Regions from separate parts of the Rattus norvegicus genome. Here region 1 is linked to region 2. The links are chromatin contacts, called in public Hi-C maps. All regions are on one chromosome and are shown on one strand. The core of a region is the stretch at or near the end of the contact, and the rest is flanking DNA. Distances in the headings are between cores, read along the strand shown.

Region 1 (2,700 bases), core at 38-2,537, 51 kb after region 2:
AAAAGCTGTGAGACCACGAGAAGTGTGGTGGTGCCGTCTGTCTTGCATGCTTGTGAGGACTGGGGGCATTAGGCCTCTGTCCCTGGGGAAGGGTGAGGGGTGATGAATATAAACATCTTGCCTCTGCCCAGCTCCCTACCTCCCTGCCACCCCAAGACAGGGTTTTCCTGTATAGTCCTGGCTGTCCTGGAACTCGTTTTTTAGACAAGACTGGCCTTGGATTCTCTGCCTCCCTAGTTCTGGGATTAAAGGTCTAATCCACTACCGCCCTGCTCCAGCTCATTTTTAGATAAGGGCTCACACTTTTTCAGTTTTGAAATTTAAACCTTTTCTAGCTAAGAAGTGATGATCTTTCCCAAACTGTAGGGGGATTTTCGTGTGTTGTTACATCAGCACTTGGGTGGGGACAATATCCCTGGGTTTCATCAGAGTTGAAAAAAAAATTCCACGATTTAAAGAGGTGATAGCCAGTTTTATGTTACTGTAATGAATCCCCGAGATGATCTGATTAGAGAGAGAAAATATTTCTTCTGGCTCATTGCTTTAACCAGGGGTCTGATCCTGTTGCTTTGGGCCTATGGCCTAACAACCCATCCTGATTGGGACACCCCACAAACAAAACCACTCATCTCAGAACCAAGAAACAAAAGGGGGAAGGAAGAAGTGGAGTCCCACAGTTCCCTTCAGGCAGACCCCCAAAGACCTAAAGACCTATTAACGTCCTACTTCCTGCAGCTCTCACCACCTTCCATAGCACCAGATGAGGTCCTCAGCCCTGATTCCAGCTCTGTCCCTGCCTTTAAGGAATTTACAGCCTGCAAAAGTGAGCAAAAGCATGTTATCACTAATCACTCAAATTGATAGAGATTCCACACCCGAGACTGGGCTCTGAAGCAAAGAGCAGAGGAGTCCTAGATAGCTAGGATAGAAACTTAGAAAATGCCATTCGGTAAGCAAGGAAGAGGCTGGGGGATTAGGGGACACACCCTCCTGGCTTCACATCTCGCTGCAAGACAGCTGCACCCAGGCTGCTGGCAGGGTACAATGCAGGTTCTGCCCTGTCTGGAGGAGCGGGGGATGTGGTCAGCTGAGCATGAAGGGCTTGAAGGGTGGGATGCCCTGGGACTCCTCTCACCAAGAGGGCCCCTTGGGAACACTGTCTACCTGGGGAGGAAAATTTCCTCCTTCCGCTAAACTGCCAGTCCGCCGAGTTTCTGCTGCACGAAGCACAGCTAAGCTGTTAAATTTTAAAGTTGATCAAGTCTAGTTTCTGAGAAAAAAAAAGAAAGAAAAGTGTGTTCTTTGCTCAATTGATCTCTCTGAGGGCATGGTCAGGAGGACAGGTAGGTCACCGTGTCAACAAAGTTTGGAGGGGAAAAACAGGGACACTCGACAGCTTCCAGCAATTTCTTGAAGTTGGAGAGGGGGTTAGGTAATTGCATAGTTCAGTCCCCTTCTGTTTATGGGAGGAAGTGGGGACTAAGAGTTGACATGACTTCTGAGTTTCTTAAACTGAGTTCTCTGCTTAAAGGAGGAGCCAATAGAGAAGGGGTGTTTGAGACAGGTACCTTGCTCAAGGTTCATTTTAACGCTGTGACCTCTTTACTAAGAGAGAAGACACCCCCTGCAGTCTATAACCTTGTCTGCCGCGAAGGGACTCCACCTGCATCATCTATCTGCACCGGGGCCTGTGCGTATTTATTCTCTGGAGTCCTGCTCTTTGCTCTCTTTATTTTTCCTGCCCCCACATTTGTGTTTGTTCTTGGGGCTCGCCATGCATAATGCTGGAGTCCACGGGTGTAACTCGAGCTCAGCACTAAATATAGCCAGAGCTATCACGGGAGGCGCCCATACATGTCAGCCCCGTTCAGTGTCTACAAACCGCGCCCTCAGCTGCAGACACAGGGCAGGCATCTGCATTGCTTTCCTGAGAGGTCATTTTGAAATGGAAACTGTCACTGAAAGCTGGGGTGACCTGGGTCAGCAAGAAACCAGTGCTTATCACAGCCACACCCCTGCTTCGTCTCTGGTATGCCCAGACGGTGCAGGGGCTGAGGTAAGCTTCCCCCTCCCATCTCCATCCAACAAACAATTTAACGACATAGTCCCTGTGGTCTCCATTCCCACCCCATGGTCCTCTGAAAGAAACTGGAATGTTCCTGTAAGGATATCACCCAAGAATATTGTTCGTGTTCCTGGAGGAGACTGACGTGTGGGTTAATGTTGATTCTTGCTCCAAATCAGAGAGCCACAGTTCCCAGACAGTGCAATCAAACTCCTCACTGCACAAGGTCAGCTTCCAACTCCATTTCCTCCACAAAGTCCTTTCTTAACCCTGGGGTCCACGCATTTCTCTCTTGCCGAGAGTGATTACTGTACCGGCTAAAAGTCGGCTGTGTGCTTCATAAATTATTTGTAGCTTTTATCTTGTCAGAATGGGTGCAAAGCTGCTAGGAATTTGAGCCCAGGCCTTCTGCTTTCCCACTGTGGAGGCAGCATCAGGCCTGACTGAGTTCTTGCTCTCTTGAGAACATGGAAGAAGGTATTCTGCCCCTCCTTACTTCCCTTGCCCAGAGTAGAGTCAGCCATGAGTTATCCTAAGGCTGGGGACTGACAAACAAGGAGAGGTGGTCTGAACGGAGCAGGGGCCTCTTAAGCAAATAAATTCAGTGTCAGAAGGAAGACTCTTGCTCTGTGAGC
Region 2 (2,700 bases), core at 13-2,512:
ACACCAGCTTCGATATCTCCACCCATAAAACAACCAGTTTTGTCATGCAGGCCCACCCTTATAACCTTATATGACTCCAGTTATCTTCCAAAGGCTCTACTTTTCAATACCATCAATGTAGGAATTTGAAGTGTTTCCAAGACAAGAGCTATGGGCTCTTCAAACCAGTGCCGTGTTCTAGTTGGATTTCTCTGTTGATGTGATAAATACCACTGCCAACGTCAGTGGGGAAGTGGGGGAGGTATTATATCTTAGGAGGCAGTGCAGGAACTCCAGCAGAGGCAGGGAGCTTGAGGAAAGCTGCTTAATGGTAGCATTGCCCACAATGGGCTGCACCTTCCTACATCAGTTACCAATCGAGTAAATGCCTCAGAGATGCCCACTGGCCAGTCTATCTAGGCATTTTCCCCATTGATAATCCCTTATAACTGGGCTGTGGTAAGATGACAGTTGAAGCTAACTAGGAGACACTGTCCATCCCTACCTGTTCCTCTCATAGATCCATCTAAAGCATTACTCTGCACTGTGTCTCAGAAGCTTACATTTTCACAAGACAAAAGTCAAGTCTCTGGCATTCAGAGCCTCCAATCTGCTTTCTTACACTTTGTAGGTTTGAAAGTGCCTATCTGCCCTGGGCTAATCATGACACGCTCCTACTTTTGTCCCCAGAAAGTAGTCTGTCAAGCTTGGTCTCTTGCTTGGGCTTTTAAGAACTGGCTTTGAGCCTAGCCTTAGGAGTCTTCCCCTGACTTTAGAAATGTCTTTTGTTGTGTTTTCTGTGCCCGCTGGGCCCTTGGTTCACGATTTTGTCCATGTAGGTTCTTGTACATTGTGCAATGTGCAATGTATCCTTGGAAATAGGTGAAATTATTCCTTTAGGTCCGTATCTCTTCCTGAACTGGAAAAGTTGGTGGCTTATAGTGGCTGCCTGGGTAGAGTTCTATTTTCTTGTTCCTACGAACCCTGAATCTCAGCGTTAGAAATGTTTAATCCTTTCAATACTTGGCTTTCCCTCTAGGTGCCAGGAGAAGCAAACAAATGTTAAGTTCATACCTAGTCTGTCTGCATTGCTGGTTTTAAAAACTCTCAAGTATTTTTGACCTTGAGAAGGTCATTCATTGCTTGGCTTCTGTTTTAGAGTAGTAATCCTTCAACTTTTTTGTTTGCATAAGTACTTTTTGAAAATTTAGGAGGAAGCTAATTCCATTTGCACAGTTTTGTTTGGTTTTGGTTTGAGACAGGATCTCACCATGCAGTCCTGACTGGCCTGGAACTTGCTATGTATTGTCAGGATGGCCTTGGCTTTCTGGAAATCCACCTGCCTCTTGTTAGTGATGGGGTTAAACGTGTAAGCCACCACACCTGGTTCCCTTGCACATTAACTTTCCCCGGGTTGTTGTCAATAGAGAGACTACTCACCTTAGTATAAATGTTCACATTTCACTTTTAAATGCTATAGAAAGTAATGACATCCATATAGAAAATGCATAGAAAGGATCTGGAGGATGGCTTAGTGGTTAAGGGTAACCATGTTGGGTGGCCCACAAATGCTTGTAAAATGCCTGTAACATGCCTTAAGGATTCTGAGACCATTTCTGACTTTCGTGGACAACTGCATTCACATGCACAGATGTACTCAAATACCCCTAAATGGATAGAGTTTTAAAGTATGCCTTTTTTTCTTCAATTACAGTTATTTCAACTCCTCCTTTTAAGATCTTCTAATACAGTAAAAACAATAAAATGCCCATGTTGGGCTCAAAAGGTTGATGGAAATGCAGTGTCATATTAGTACAAATGAAAGAAACATTTTACATTATGCTGTCCTACAAGAAAGAAAAGCCACGAGACATAGATGTTGACCATTCCCTCCACTTGGGAAGTCCTAAGGATTCTCTGTACTGTGGCTTTACTGATGCTCAACTCCGGAGTCTGAGGATGGTGGCTGGGCTGGAGGGCAGGAGCTGTTCCCGTTGGACCTGTTGATCCTGTCCTTGTATTTTACTGCATATAATTGTGCTTGAAAGCCACAGAAGTACTTAAACATTTTTGTTGTTAAGGCAATGTAAAATATGAAAAAATCCTTTTTGGCATGATTCTGGGGACTGGACTCAGGGTCTCATGCATGACTCCAGTTAAGCATTCTACCACTAAGCTATATCCATGAAAGAGCACCTAGTGGTCTATGACTGAGCTTTAAAACTTGTTAAAGAGGAGGGATGGAAGTAACTTTAAGGGCCATTTTATTCAGTTTCTTAAATCCCATGCCAAAGATTACGTTGTGATCTATTTACAGAACTTGGGTTTTAAAAAGTCATTGGCTAATAATGGTTAGCTTCTTGGTCTCTTGTTGAAAACAATTAGTTGTTGGGTTATATGACTGTTAGAAGTATTTGCTATGTAGATTTATATATTTTATATTTATATATTTGGGAAAGCAAATCCAAACCAGTGCTTAAGTTCATATTAATTGGATCTACTGGTTCTTAGGGCTTCAAATTATTTTTACAATACTATGTAGCTCTGGCTTTATGTATGGCAAATAAATATCCATCATGTAACAAGATCAAGTGAAGTCATTCTCATTAACTCAACCAAATCAGTCTGATTCTGTCTGAAAAGGTGACTTGTAAGTTAAATGCTAATAAATTCTAAAAACATGAAAACCATCAATATAGGTAAAAGTCTCAAGGCCTACAT

Evidence for each region. Hi-C and Micro-C count contacts between places; a contact is called where the count stands out from the background.
Region 1: a contact with region 2 is called in a Hi-C map of liver, with 3 times the contacts expected there. The contact joins two enhancer-like sites. A contact is called at or near these places in 5 of 12 Hi-C or Micro-C datasets (Schwann cells, hepatocytes, kidney and 1 more).

What each region holds. Positions count from the first base shown.
Region 1 is chr16:63,502,849-63,505,548 of GRCr8, forward strand. No RefSeq gene overlaps it. Among named protein-coding and RNA genes, the nearest start is that of Ppp1r3b, 41 kb to the right of the region's middle. Within about 2 kb of position 1,288, at least 4 of the 93 cell types and tissues checked have an H3K27ac peak or open chromatin away from gene starts, as enhancers often do. A contact at or near this core is called in liver, where this site is marked.
Region 2 is chr16:63,451,414-63,454,113 of GRCr8, forward strand. No RefSeq gene overlaps it. Among named protein-coding and RNA genes, the nearest start is that of Eri1, 25 kb to the left of the region's middle. Within about 2 kb of position 1,263, at least 1 of the 93 cell types and tissues checked has an H3K27ac peak or open chromatin away from gene starts, as enhancers often do. A contact at or near this core is called in liver, where this site is marked.